Regions from separate parts of the Sus scrofa genome. Here region 1 is linked to region 2. A link is a contact called in public HiChIP or PLAC-seq data. All regions are on one chromosome and are shown on one strand. The core of a region is the stretch at or near the end of the contact, and the rest is flanking DNA. Distances in the headings are between cores, read along the strand shown. Region 1 overlaps GRK5 (G protein-coupled receptor kinase 5). Region 2 overlaps GRK5 (G protein-coupled receptor kinase 5).

What was found. HiChIP or PLAC-seq counts read pairs in DNA pulled down with a chosen protein or histone mark.
Region 1: an H3K27ac HiChIP or PLAC-seq map of alveolar macrophages shows a contact between it and region 2. The contact joins two enhancer-like sites. A contact is called at or near these places in 3 of 47 Hi-C or Micro-C datasets (brain and skeletal muscle) and 1 of 2 datasets of contacts at active chromatin or transcription factors (alveolar macrophages).

Annotation. Positions count from the first base shown.
Region 1 is chr14:129,336,985-129,344,021 of Sscrofa11.1, forward strand. It overlaps GRK5 (G protein-coupled receptor kinase 5), which reads left to right. Exons shown (of 16, transcript XM_001928584.6): 12 at 817-1,025; 13 at 5,360-5,497; 14 at 6,291-6,428. Among named protein-coding and RNA genes, the nearest start is that of RGS10, 84 kb to the right of the region's middle. Within about 2 kb of position 2,882, at least 8 of the 83 cell types and tissues checked have an H3K27ac peak or open chromatin away from gene starts, as enhancers often do. A contact at or near this core is called in alveolar macrophages, where this site is marked.
Region 2 is chr14:129,167,652-129,175,395 of Sscrofa11.1, forward strand. The region is part of intron 1 of GRK5 (G protein-coupled receptor kinase 5); the gene reads left to right. Among named protein-coding and RNA genes, the nearest start is that of GRK5, 58 kb to the left of the region's middle. Within about 2 kb of position 3,715, at least 33 of the 83 cell types and tissues checked have an H3K27ac peak or open chromatin away from gene starts, as enhancers often do. A contact at or near this core is called in alveolar macrophages, where this site is marked.

The DNA.
Region 1 (7,037 bases), core at 1,632-4,131, 170 kb after region 2:
ATTGCATGCCATGTGGAACTTGTGGGGTATTTGTGGTATGTGGGGGGTTTGTCTACCCATGTGAATGCTGATGAATGGATGAGGATGGATGAGTAAATGGGTGGGTGGATGGATAATGGGTGATTGGGTGACAGGTGGGTGACAGCTCCATCGTGCACCTCTGTGCACAGAGTGTTGTACTCTCTTGCACATCGTGCACCCTCTTGCAGAGTGTTGGTATAGCCTCTTTCGTGTGCACACCAGCACGTGCGGGTGCATTTGCCTCCCTGGATGTGTATGGTCTGCCTCATGACCTGAAACTATCTTTTTTGCACTTCCCTGGTGAATCTATGATTCATTTTATCCAAATGTTAGGGATGTCATATTGAGAAGCTGTTTGAACTCCAGATAAATTTAAAATCATCTTTACTTTGGGTGGACACACCTGCACTCATGGAAACGCATACGTGGGCGGTATCTGCTGTGTGCCAGGTGTCACCCCTGTTACCAGGCACCATGGAGAATCATGTGGCTCACATTCTGTTGGGGGGACATCAAGGGACCAGGGTGTTTTCATCCGCTGCGCTCAGGCTTCTAAATCCACAGAGTCTGTTGGGAGCACAGTGGAGAGCAACCAGGGCAGGCTCCCCGGAAGAGGCGGTGTTTACAGCCGTTGGTGGGGAGGAGGCAGCAGGGCCAAGAGGTCTCAGCCACGAAGCTCCAGGCAGCACCGTCACTGCTGGCTGCAGGACATCCTGAGGCCCCGCTGGTGTGAGTCACAGCCCTGGCCCCATGCGCCTGTCTCTCACCTCTCTCGGCCCCCTGCTCTGCCCCCAGCCCCGGAGGTCCTGAACAACCAGAGGTATGGCCTGAGCCCTGACTACTGGGGCCTGGGCTGCCTCATCTACGAGATGATCGAGGGCCAGTCGCCCTTCCGCGGCCGCAAGGAGAAGGTGAAGAGGGAGGAGGTGGACCGCCGGGTCCTGGAGACGGAGGAGGTGTACTCGCACAAGTTCTCCGAGGAGGCCAAGTCCATCTGCAAAATGGTGAGCTCCCGGTGAACCAGTCGCTGCCCTTGGGCCGGGTGTCCAGTGCTGGCTCCCCTTCCTGCCCTTAACCGAGAACGGCAAACAGGCCGAGGGGGCAGGGCCGGGGCACACTAGGGTGCGGGCCGTGAAGCCAGCAGGCCAGGGAGCAGGCGGTGATGGCCTGGGGGGTGGGGAGCAGGGTGGCCCAGTGATGAGAGGGGGGACTGTGATGAGCAGTGGGTGACATCATCCCATCCAGCTCTCTGGGGAAGTCAGCATGGGGGAGAAAGGGGATGACCCCAGCTGGTCCTCAAGATGCAAAGGGACCTCAGGCAGCTCCTACCGTTGACCTTGGGCCTCCTGCTCCCTCCAGCTCTGGATCTCTGGGTGCTGGCTTGAGGCCAGAGGCTGCAGGTTTGGGGAGCAGGGTGATAGTTTCAGTCTTCGAACGTCTTATAATCGAGTTTTCTACCCAGTACGTGGATGTTGGTCACACTTGCTGGGGTCCTGCATGACAGCATCCATGGACAGTGAATTGGTCTGACCACAAGCAGGGCTCCCTTGGGGAGTGACCTTTAGACAGGCTCATTGGGTGGAGCCAGACTGAGGGTTTAGAAGCCAGATAGAGGAAGGAGTGACAGGAGCCATCAAAAGTGGAGCTGGGAGGGGGAGTTCCCTGGTGGGCTAGTGGTTAGGATTTGGTGCTTTCCCTGTTACAGCCTGGGTCCAATCCCTAGTTTGGGAACTGAGATCCCACATCAACCCACTGCATGCGGAGGCCAGAAAAAGAAACGGGGGAGCTGGGAGAGAGTCAGTGAGTGACTGCGGCCCCTCCCACCAACCCAGGTGGGCCCCTTCCCTTCCTGCCTGGCTCTCGGGCTCCCACCTGTGCCCCCTGGGCCCCCTCCCTCTGGTACAGGTCCAGCTGTGCTGGCACTCCCACCATAGGCAGCTGCCCTCTAATGCCAGCCACACAGGGACAGGAAGGGACTGAGCACTGGTGCGGGGCACCTCTTGTCCCTGGATCACACTGCATGGGAGCAGCAGAGGCCGCTGGCCCTGGGGTCTGCCCTCCCTCCCCCATGTCTGAATCCTGTGCATAAACAATCAGGCTGGAATCACAGAAGGGCAGCCCAGGGATCTGATTAAAAGTAGTGAAGTTCCTGCTTCTAGAAGACCAGAGGCTGCACTGCTAGGGGCCCAGGAGCCACCTGGCATAGCTCCCCCTGCCCAGAAGTCTGCCCTCCTAAAGCCATCTGCCCCTGCCGGACTGCTTTCTCTACCAGCCTCAGTCTGATGTCACAGAGGCGGGGAAGAAGGACTTGGGCCGAGCTGCCGCCTGACCACTTCCTAAGGGAGAGGAACCGAACATAGAGCTGTCATTTGCATGTGTGTGTGTGAGACCCTGAGGGAGGATGGCGTGTACACAGGCAAACACACACCCAGACCATGAGGGCCGGCCTGCAGCTGGGCACTTGCCTGCAGCTGGGGCGCCTCTAAGAAAACAGGGTTTCACAGCGGCCAGAGCTGGGGCTGGGGGCACAAGAGGAGCAAGGCAGCAAAAGGCAGGTACATGGACACGTGGGGTCCTAGCGATGCTTGAAAACTGGGGTGGGGGGAAGGCAACAATACCTGGTGACGGCGCAACCAGACATCTATCCAGTGGGACCTAATTGGGTGAGGGGTGGAAGAAGGTCAGAGCATCCCCAGTTGTCCCAGGTCAGGGTCAGGAATTCAGAGAAGCAGGTCTTGAGAGATCCTCAATGGCAACGTGGACATGCTGAGAGGACAGAGAGCCACAGAGGGCCCCCTCCCTGCCCACAGTCATCGGCTTTGGCGCTCCAGGACCAGGGGCACTGCTGCTCCTCTGCTGCCTCCTGGTGGTCACTGAAGGAAAGGCGACAGCTGAGCCTGGGGTTCCAGGCAGACCTCAGCCTGTGGGTGCAAGTGTCAGACCAAGGTCCCCTTATCTTTCTCAGCGAGAAGAACCTTAGGAGGCCTCTGGCCTTGTTCTGTCTCCTTACAAATGACCCTGGAGTCTTGAGATTCTGGTCTTGGCTTCTTCTACACCCTTAACCCCAGCCCATCTGCTCTGGCAGCCAGGCTTGTGCTGTCACTGCCAAGGGACACCAGCTTGGGACATGGCAGGGCCTGACTATAAGGAAACCATGGAGGCCCCGGACAGCTCCGGCCCCGCCTGCTGAACAAGGCCTCGCTACAAACAACAAGGAAGCTGGACCTCCGCCCCCAGATTCCACCCCCCATTCCATTTTGGCAGCCACAAGACCCCCCTCCCCTGGGATCCAGAAACGCATGCATCTCATCGCACTGTCCCCTGGGTCCAATCCCTGGGCCCAGACCTCAGCCCCCACTTTCTTAGGCCCTTGCTGAGTCCCAGCACTGGTCCTTCCCCACCGGCCCCGTAGCCAGCTCACTCTCACCAGAAGCCCTCTCTGCCTGCACCCCATTCAACTCACAGCTTCTCTCCCTCCCGCTTCTCCGGGTCCATACCTGATGTTGAATGTATCAACTTGACCTGATGCCCAGGTTGCAAACAAGCAGCGGGTACGTGGGCATTTATTTCAGCTTGCGCAGTGTTTTAGAAAGAGGTGAATAATAGGCTAATTGCCAAGACTTTAAAATGGGCTGAATTCACATTAAAAAACTTTGATTTTTCTGGCTTCTCTCAAAAAAAGTAGAAGCCCTGGACACTGGCCGACATTGCTGGCTGGCAGGAGCTGATGGGCCGCCTGACACAGCCCACCCAGCCTACCTCTCTCCTTTATAGCCCTCATTTGTGTTCTCTGTCTGGCCAGCCGCCAGCCCCTGCAGGCTTTGGGGTCCATGGCCTCCTGGGATTTCTGTGAGCAGAGCAAAGCCCCAGGAAGACAGCCAAGGGAGGCCCCAAGCTGCTGGCCCTGGGGTGAAACATGCCGGGTGGTCAGTGACCAAATGGCTTAGTCCCTTCAAGGCTGTGACCTGGTGCTTGCCCTGCTGCCCCCTTTCATTCCTTAGTGGGTTGTTGTTTTTTTTTTTAGGGGGGGACTGTCCCAGCAAAGCTACCCTCCAGACCATAAGCCCCAGGAGCTCCCCCCCCCCCCCCCCGCCAATGGCTCTGAGGCAAGCTGCAAATGCGTGTTAAATGAACAAGTGCCAAGGATGCCAGAATATTGGTGAAAGATAGGGCTGGACTCCCTCCAAGGTGCAGGCAGGCCACTCATCTTGATTGTATACTCAAAGCAGACACTTAGTAGATTGCAACTGTATACAGGGTGCAGTGCTCAGTGGGGCAGGAGAGAGAAGCTGGGGCTGGAGCCTGAGACTGAGGGGAGGGGCGTGGCGGCCCTGCCCCTCCCACACTAAGGCCCGCCCCTCCCTCTCCCCCTCCCCTCCCTTTCCCCCCCTCCCACATCTTTCATTCACACCTTCCTCCCATCTGGCCGGCTGGCTGTTGCTGCAGCCTCTTCCTCTATTAAGTGTCCTGCCTTTTGGCTGTGACGAGGATATTCGTCTACCCCAACCATCTTTGGCTCCCCACTACCTTGGGATTAAAATTCCACCTCCAGACCTGGCCTTCAGGACCCTCTATCCCTGTCCCCCACCAGTCTCCTTCTCCCTGAGCCGTCCGTCGCACTCAGCCTTCACTCAAACTCAAAGACCAGTGTTCCCCAAGCACACCCTGAGCGTCCCTGCTGCTCTGCTCATGCTGATGCAGGTCCCTCCAGCGTGTTCTCCCTGCTTCGCCAGCCTGTCTCAAAGGCCACCTCCCCAGGAGGCCTCCCGGTCCCCCAGCCTGCAGCCAGTCCCTGTTCCTCTGCCACCTTGGTGTCATATCTGTATTGCCTTGATGGGCCCTTTGAACATGGTTTTGCTGAGGCCAGACCCTCAGCATCCTCTCTCTCGGGACCTACTGGGTACCAGGCTACAGTGTACCTGTGAATTGAGTAAATGAATGAGAGAAACTAGAGACGAGCCCTTGCCCTTCGTAGCTGACCTGGAGCAGAAGAGATCCCACCAGCTCCAGGCAGGCACTGGCGCTGGACACGCAGTCGTGGGGAGCAACAGGATTCCTGCTCTCTGGGGACCAGGCATCTGAGCACCCTGGGAATGTGGGACCACCAGGCACAGCGCAGCTCAGGAGGCCGAATCGAGGTCTGAGCAGGGTTGGGCAGTGTCCACTGGGTACCTGGAGTGGTGCAGGCACCATGGAGGTGAGAGGACGGATGTCCGGGGGTCTCAGGGACACGTGTGAGAGGGAGATAACTACGGGCTCTCCAAGCCCCTCGGCCCCTCGGGCCTCCAGGCAGGAGGAACAGCCCCAGGCGTGTCCTCATGGGACTTTCCTGTCACAGCTGCTCACCAAAGATGCAAAGCAGAGGCTGGGCTGCCAGGAGGAGGGGGCTGCAGAGGTCAAAAGACACCCCTTCTTCAGGAACATGAATTTCAAGCGCTTAGAAGCTGGGATGTTGGATCCTCCCTTTGTTCCGGATGTGAGTAGCCTCCCCAGCCTGGATCGAGCCTATGCACCTACTTACCACTTTTGACTTCGCTCAACATCTATGCTGGGCCCTGGGGTGGGGTGGAGACCCAGGGGGCAGGGGGCAACCCCCGGCCTCCAATAGCAGGACCCCTGGCCTCCAGCAGCAGGACTCTAAGTCTGGGGGCTCCCTCTGCGTCCAGCCTGGCATCATCCCCTCTATGAAGCCCTCATCTCCAGAATCCCAGGCTCTCAGAGCCCCCTGGGCGACCCCTATGACTAACCTTGAACTCCCAGAGGGCAGGGCCCGGGTTTGTCTCTCAGTCCCAGCACAGCAGCCCCAGACCAGTGAGATAAAAGAAATCATTGCGGTTATAGTGCCACGTCCATACACAGCCCCTTGGCCAGGTGCTTCCACTATCCCCATTATGCAGGCAAGTAAACTGAGGCCTCAGGGGATGTGTGACTTTCCCAAAGTGCTGAAGCACCACGGCTGGGACCCCAGCCCAGGTCTTTGTGGCTGCAGAGCCTGCATGCTGACCCACCACCTCTGACTGGCCTCTGATGTGAAGTCTTCCTGGGACCTCCCCGTCACAGCCTGTGTGGGGCAGTGACAGCGGGAGGGGGCCCTGAGCTCTCATCACTCCAACTGGGGGCCTTGGCACCTCTGAGTGAGGGCAGCTCGGGTTCCCAGGGCTAGGGTGGCCCTGGGAGACCTCCCTTGTTTCCCATCAAGACCCCCAGGCCTGGCCGGGGGCCCCAGAGCCCTGGGCAGGGCCCCCAGTACAAGTGCCCTGCCCTCCCAGCCCCGGGCCGTGTACTGCAAGGATGTGCTGGACATCGAGCAGTTCTCCACTGTCAAGGGCGTCAACCTGGACCACACGGACGACGACTTCTACTCCAAGTTCTCCACGGGCTCCGTGCCCATCCCGTGGCAGAGCGAGGTGAGCACCACGGGGTCCTCGGCTTCGCCCCGGGGGGAGGGTGCAGCGGGGGCAGGAGAGGGACAGTTGGGTGGGCGTCCCTGTGGCTGGACTGGGGTGTGGTGGGGTGTGGAGGGGACATGGTGTGGTGCCGGGTCAGGAGCTGGCGGGACGGGAATAGGAGGTGAGGCAGACACGGCCTGTCCGGAGACTCTGGAGACGTTCGGCCGGGAAGAAGAGAAATGGGGCAGCAGCCGAGTGCTTAAGGGGGTCAGAATTGGGGCAAGTTCTAGCTGGTTCGAGTGAGATGGAAATGATGGGGCAAGGGGGCTGCAGCTTTGGGGTGGAGGAGGAGGTGGGTTCGGGGCTGGAAGATAAGCACCCCCCACCCCCCTCACCCTCCCCTCCCCTTTCCCCCCCCCCCCATGACCGGCTCTGCTGTCTCAGGGAGGGCGGCTTGCAAGGCTGTCCAGGAGGGGCGGTGGGCAGGCGGGGAGCTGCCAGGTGTCAGCCTGGTGAGATGGAGGGTGGTGGAGGCCCCCGCAGGCTGAGGACCAGGCTGAGGACGGCGCCAGCCAGGGCTGGCCCACTGGGATTCCTTTCCACCCAAGATGACCCATGCAGCCGCTC
Region 2 (7,744 bases), core at 2,465-4,964:
GGAGAAACCCCCTTGACTAGTCTTGGATCCTATAGCAAGTAAGTCCAGCAATTGCTGTGGGCCTGAGTTTTGTTCTCCGTGAAATGAAGGGCTCAGATTAGACAGCCTCTTGGAGTGTGTTCAAAGCTATGGGTTTTTTGTTTGTTTGTTTTTGTTTTGGCTGCATCTGCAGCATGAGGAAGTTCTAGGGCCAGGGATGGAACTTGTACCCTGGCAGTGACAATGCCAGATCCTTTTTTTTTTTTTTTGTCTTTTTGCCATTTCTTGGGCCACTCCCGCGGCATAAGGAAGTTCTCAGGCTAGGGGTCGAATTGGAGCTGTAGCCACCTGCCTATGCCAGAGCCACAGCAACACGGGATCTGAGCCGCATCTGCAACCTACACCACAGCTTACGGCAACACCGGATCCTGGACCCACTGAGCAAGGCCAGGGATTGAACCCGCAACCTCATGGTTCCTAGTCGGATTCATTAACTACTGAGCCACGACGGGAACTCCAATGCCAGATCCTTAACTGCTAAGCCACCAGGGAACTTCTCAAAGCTACCATTTTCATGGCGCTTCATCCCAGCATAGCCTCACAGATGGTATTGTGGACTGGGAAGACTGCCCAGGCATTGGAACGAGGGTCCTCCCTACCGCTCTGCCCAGGAATGCCCAGAACCCTAGATGCTGCCTGGTAGGAAACAGGGTCCCCGAGGATGGGGTTAGAGCCAGAGCCAGTGGTTCTGCAGACATGAGGGAGAGAAGGATAGGGTGCCCTTGTTTGGGCTGGTCCCCAAATGAGTATCCTCTCTGAAGCCCACCCAGGTTTGGTACCTACAGGGTGTGTCACCAGGTGGCAAAGGACAAGGTAGCGATGACTGGTACCAGCCCCGCTCCTGTCCTACATCCCCGCCTCGCCCACAGCCCCACGCACCCTCCCGGATGGAGACATTCTTTGTATTTGTCGTTTATCTCTCACCTGCGTCTGAAGCAGCAGATGGGAAAATTGAATTGTCAGAGTCAGCTTTCAAACAGCCTTTGTGTTCATTAAGTAGAAACAGATTATTTCAAAACAAAATCCAATGCAGTGTATTTCTTGCTTTTGGTTGCACTGTTTTCCTGTGTAAAGTTTATTCACCATAGAGGAAGTTCCAAGTTCACTTCCTTCCGCTTCTGGGCAGACCCCATGTGTGGGTTCAGCACTTGGTCCTGATGTCTGGGGACCCGCCTCCATTAGTGCAGCCCCGTCGATGAGCTAGATCCCCTTGGCCGCTTCATTGTACAGAGGGGGCGTGATGTTGAGGTTGGAAGGTCAGCTGGCCTAGGCCTGAATCCTAGCTCTTCTACCAGTGAGGATGTGAGCTGACTTATTTAATTTCCCTGAGCCTCTGTGGTTTGTGATAGGGTGGTTGAGATTTAAATGCTCCAGAGGGCACAGGATAAATGCCAAGTAAGTGTGGTCCCTGTCATCTTGGTCATCATTGTCCTCATCAGCTCAGAACGTGGAGGAGAGATGGGGGGACAGGTGGGGTCTGTTGTCCTTTTAGTCCCTAGAGAATGCTGTCCTGGTCCCGTCTCCAGGCCTCCACCTGAAGGCGGGGTCCGTCAGTCCCTCGCAGAGGCCTGGGTCCCAGCTGGCCTCACTCCTGGGTGAGCTGGGAGTGGATAACAAAGGGGAAGCCCTCACCTGGCAGCCAGGTCTCCGTGGTGTTCTGGCCCCTCCTGGGGCCGTGGTCATAACCCTGATGTCTTCCGGGCAGGCTTCTGTTTGTTCTCTAATGGAAACGTACAAACAAGGCAGCATCATTTCTAAACGAAGAGGGACTTTTCACAGGAAGTTTGTAGACCCGGCACCTTCTTGCTTGCTGTGGCGCGTGGCCTGTTCGCCAACAATTGGCGTGACTTGCCCGAGAACAATGGAGTGTGGTCATGGCTGCTTCCTGTGAGAAGGAAGAATGGGCACAGGTGGGCATCCGGAGGCCCTGGTCCTCAAGGAAGGGATTTCCTGAGAGCATCCCATGGCCCCTTAACTTGCTGGCCCCGTAGCGGAGCAGTCAGGGCCCGTCGTTGGGGTCCCTGTGGGCAGACCCTGATCTGAGACCTCACGCACTTGAATGTGCTGAGCCGGAGGAAGTGATCAGGACCCCGGGAGTTGCTGCGTTCTGCTGTCTGGCCTCTCCGCGGACACCGGCTCCCAAAAGCTTGCCAGCCCCCAGCTGGGATGTTGACCTTGGGAGGGAGGCCCCCCCCCCACCGCCGGCTTACCCTCCTGCTGTGCCCTCCACGCTTCCAGCTGCTCCTTGTACTCGTTTCCATCCGGGTTTCCTGCTGCTCAGCCTCCTGTTAGTTCCTTCCCTGACCTTCGTGTGTGCTGGTCCTCTCCCTGCCCCTCACCCGTTCGATTCCTCGCCACCCCTCAGGGTTTGGCACAAACCCCACCTTCTCAGGGAGGCCTTTCTTCGCCGTCCTGAGTCGCTGGGCTCCTTGGTGGACCACCAGCCCCGTTGTGCTCCATCAGCCCCCTGTTCGGTCCTTCCTTCCCCAGGGCCCTCCCCCCAGTTTGTGATTGTGCATTGGTGGGTTTACTGGGCCAGGCTGGATGGTGCGGGCCTGGTTCACGCTGCCCATACCAGAGCCCACAGCACCTGCGGACTGTCAAAGGCTGGGTGAATGCACATGTGAGTGTGTGTGTGAGTGTGTGTGTGTGGTGGGGGGGGTTGGCCTCTAGGAGGTTTCAGAGGAAGTTTGTTTCTTCTGAGAGGTGTCATGCAGACAGTGAGGTGGTTTTTGTAAGACCGTAAACATTTTCCTTCCAGCAGCTCACACTGCAGAGTACCTGGCAAAGGAAAAAAACCAAATCGCTGGGTTCTGAAGAAGAGCTGGAACCCTCATCTGCGTGTGGGTGAACTGGCACGCGAGGCCTCGCCAGCGATACCAAGGTGGAGTTTGAACTCTCCCCTACTTCCGAGAGACAGGCTGAAGCAAAATGCATTTAAATGTCATGCGTTATTATTAGTTGTAATCTTATCTTTGTTAATAATAATAGCAGGACCCACCCAGAAGTTGCTGAATAATAGCAGACAGGCGCTTTCCTAAGCTCCCCGTCAGACAGAACGGTGGCCCCTGGGGAGGCGCCGGCTCTGTGAACGCCAGGCGGAGGGATCGAGGGTTCCACCGGAAGCTCCACCCTGGTCACACGTGCTCTGCCACATCCTCCACGCCCTCAGGCGCTCTGGTCACTCAGGGAGGCGCCGCGGAGGCCTGTGGTCTCTCAGTCACGGGCCTCCCCTCTTTATTTTTAAGTTATTTTTATTTTTTATTAAAATTTTTTCCATTTTTTAAAGTTTTATTGATGTATGCATGATTGATTTATGGCCTTGCCTCTGTAGAGGCTCTTCTACCCACCACTACTGAAGCTGCTGGCACAAGTGTGGGGTCTACAGGTCCGGGACCTGCAAGGCAGTTTCTCTTTGCTGCGCTTCTTCATGGCCTTTCCTTTCTATTGTTTGCTGCCCCAGTGACTTGCTGAAACCATGTGTTTCCTACAGATTTTGTTTGCCCGCATTGACTGCTTTGTTTTGCTCTAGTCAACATGCTTTTAACATACACAGATCCATGCAGTCGACAAAGAGAAATCTGGAGCCCCAAACCAGGCGGCTGCACTGAGTCACTGGCTCCATGAGTCTGGAGACCTTGGCTGGTCCAGGACGCGTGAGTGACTCATGCCGTCAACGCTGGCCTGTGTGTGCGAGGAGGTTCAGTGCCGGCTGCATTGAGGGAGGGCAACAGGGGGCCTCTCACTAGGCAGGAGGAAACCCATGTTTGAGAACTAGGTAGTCGAGGTTGAGTCCCAGCTCTCGCACTTCTAGCAGCTACCTGTGACTTCTGAGAAGTTGCTTACCTGAACTGTGTGTTTCCTCATCTGTAAAAACAGTACCTACCTTGGCGGAAGGCTCAAAGGACTTACTATTCAGAAACCATCTGGTGCTAATACATGCCAGGTGCTCTTGTCGCTTGTCTGTTGGGCCCTGTTTTGGGGGCTCTCCTCGGAGATCCTGTTGGGAAAGGCTCTCCAGCAGACCCACCTGACCTCGAGGTGGAATCAAGGTGTTTGTCCCTGTAAGTTGATGTGGTCCTCCTTTGATGTAGTGGTGATTGTCTGTTCATAGAAACGGTTCAGAATGTTCTGAGCCTCTGCCTTGCACAGGACGCACAGATGCTGAATGAGAACAGAACTGGGTTTGCACCCCGGCGCCTGCTCTTACCGGCCCTGTGACCTTGGACGTGCTGCTTACCTTTGAGCGTTTCTCATCTGTGAAACGGAGTGCACGAAATCCCTCTTTCACAGGGTGGCTGTGAGCATTTACTGCACCTGTTCGTAAGGTGCTCGGGTGGGGCCTGGCACAAAGCCAGCACACGGCGGGTAGGGGGTTTGCCCTGACTGATGAGCCGCATCTGAAAAGGCCAGCATTCGGTATCCTTTGAAAGGGCATTGGTCATACAAGAGAACCTGGAAGAAAGTGAAGTGCTGGGGGAGTGGGGAGCAGAGGTCACTGCCTTTCAAGTTCCCAAAGCCTGACCCCATTAGATTGTCCAGGTCATTTGTGGTCCAGCTCTTGGAACTGGAGGGAGAGGAGGCAAGACCATGGTGGAGGGACCTGAGCCACCGAGGACAGCGTGGATTTCTGTTCCGAGAGGGCTCCAAGCAGAAGCTGGATGGTCCCCGAGGGTGTGGGGGGACAGGGATGTGACGGTCCCTCCTGACAGCCTGCAGTGTCCTTTCCGCCCTCGGCATTTTAGGATTCTTGTACAGAACCAGAGAAAATCCTTCTCTCCAGCACCACACACGTGCCAATCTCGCCATCTCAGAATATGAGGGCAACTAATGGATTAATCACGAATGAATTAATGGGGGTACCGTTAACCAGTTTTAAGGGCCCCGTCAGAGAGGAGGTTACACCATCATGGGTAGACTGTGGATTTCTGGAAGGGGGTCTTGGCCCCTGCACCCTAAGCTCAAAAGAGGTGATTTTGAGATGCATCCGCTGGCACCTGTTCTGAGCCCAGTAGCATTAGAGGCCATGATGGACACAGGTGGCACAAAGGGGATTTCGATGTGGTCTCTTCCAAATGGAGCTCCATTGTGGGCTTCTGCTGTCTGCCTTGGTACAATAGGTTGTAAAGATCAGGAGTGAGTGACTTCAAGAATGTGCAGACTCCATATGGCCATTTGAAAAATATTTTCAGTAAATTTAGCCATGAACAATCCGTGGTGCTCATTACTGGATGTTGAGGGCAGGGTGCCAGCCTCAACACTTCAGGCCCAGGCTTTCTCCAGCCCGTCGAGGGTGCCTTAGGCATGGGACCTCAGACCACAGGTGCAGGTGGGCCACTGCTCTGACCCATAGGGCAGGACTTATTTCCCCAGGCTTTGTTGGCCACTAACTTTTTTGACTGTGGTTTTGGGGTTTGTTTGATGGTGGGAGAGTGGCTGAGCCATATACTTAGTTGGTTGTTTTCTTTTTTTTTAATATTTTACTTTTTTTAGAGCAGTTCTAGCTTCACAACAAAATTAAAAGGAAGTACCGAGAGTTCCCATGTATCCTTGCTCCTACCTGTGCTCATCCCCCTCTGTTACCAACACCCCCCACCAGAGTGGTACCTTTGTTACCATTGATGAACCTACATGACCCATCGTAATTCCACAAAGTCCATGGTTTAGTTAGGCTCCAGAAGAGTTTCATTGCCCTAAATGAAACTTCTGTGCTCTGCCTACTTCATCCCTCCCCACCCCTAGCTCCTGGCAACCGCTCATCTTTCTATTGCCTCCATAGCTTTGCTTTTTCCGAAATGTCATATAGTTGGAATCCAACAGTATGTAGCCTTCTCAGACTGGCTTTTTTTCACTTAGTAATATGCATTTAAGTTTCCTCCATGTCTTTTCATGGCTGGATAGCTCTTTTCTTTTTGGTGCTGACTAATATTCACTTGTCTGAATGGACCACAGTTTATTTATCCATTCGCCTCCTGAAGGACTTCTTGATTGTTTCCAAGGTTTGGCATTTATGAATACAGCTGCTATAAATAGCTGTGTGCAGGTTTTTGTGTGGACATGTTTTCAGCTCCTTTGGGTCAGTACCAAGGAATGCAGTTGCTGGGTCGTATGGTAAAGAGTCTGTTTAGTTTTAGAAGATGCTGCCAAACCATCTTCCAAAGTGGCTGTACCGTCTTGCTTTCCCGCCAGCAGTGAGAGTTTCCATCGCCCTCCATCCTCACCAGCATTGGGTGGTGCTGGTGTTCCAGATTACGGCCATTCTGGTAGATGTGTAGTGCTGTCTCATTTTAATCTGCATTTCCCTAATGACATGAGATGTGGAACACATTTTCATTTACTTATTTGCCATCTGTATACGTTTCTTTCTTTTTTGGCCTCCCTGTGGCATGTGGAGTTCCCGGGCCAGGGATTGGATCCAGGCCACTGCTGTGACCTACCTACGCCACAGATGTGGCAACGCTGGATCCTTAACCTACTGTGCCTGGTCGGGGATCGAACCTGCATTCGATCTGTGCTCAAGAGACACCGCTGATCCCCTTGTGCCACAGCAGGACCTCTTCTTTGACGTAGTGGTTGTTAAGGTCTTTGGCCTCTTTTCTAATTAGGTTGTTTGTTTTCTTGTTGAGTTTTAAGAGTTCTTTGTATATTTAAGATAACAGTCCTTCATCAGATGTGTCTTTTGCAAATATTTTCTCCCAGTCTGTAGCTCATCTTTTCATTCTCCTGACATTATCTTTCACAGAGTGGAGGTTTTTCATTTTAATGAAGTCCTGCTTATCTATTCTTTCTTTTTCTGATCACGTTTTTGTGTTGTGTCTAAAGGGTCATGCCAAACCTGATGTCATCTAGATTTTCTCATGTTATCTTTTTTTTTTTCTTTTTTTTTTTTCGTCTTTTTAGGGCTGCACCTGAGGCATATGGAGGTTCCTAGGCTAGGGATCGAATTGGAGCTACAGCTGTCAGCCTGCGCCGGAGCCACTGCCACACTGGATCTGAGCCGCATCTGTGTCCCATGCTGCAGCTTATGGCAACACTGGATCCTTAACCTACTGAGGGAGGCCAGGGATCGAACTCACATCCTCATGGATGCTAGTCAGATTCTTAACTCACTGAGCCACAACAGGAACTTCTCTCATGTTATCTTGTAATGCCTAGGGCTTTTCAGTGGTATCACCATCATTTCTTGTTGAGATTTTGGGGTAGCCTTTCCTAATCTTGGTGTTCTCTTTTTCTTTAGCTAGTTAGAGTGGGTTTGTTGTGAATGAGAGAGCCCTGAGGTGCTTGGTTTGCAGCAAAGCTTCGTTGGCTCTTGGCGTGTGACTAGGGATGGGTTCCCAACCCAGACATTCGTCCAGGAGCTGAGAAGCTGAGAAGCTGGACCCAGGTACTGGTTGACACCAGGTGATACCCTGGGCTCTGGCAGTTTCCCTGGAGGCAACCGCAGGGAACACTGACCACACTGTTCTTTGGGCAGTCTGACCTTGCCAAGGCTGGAAGATATGAGCCAGCAGGAGGGGAAAGTTCCTGGTGGGCTGCATATGACGTGGACGGGAAGCAGGCAAGCAGGAACCCTGCGGGGACACCCCAGGGCTGCCATTCCCTCTGAGGGTCCCTCAGGCACTCTGCCACCATGCTGCCTTCAGAGGGTAATCAGCCCATTCATTCCGAGTGTCACCTTGGCCTTGAAAGTGGTGTCTGGGTCATC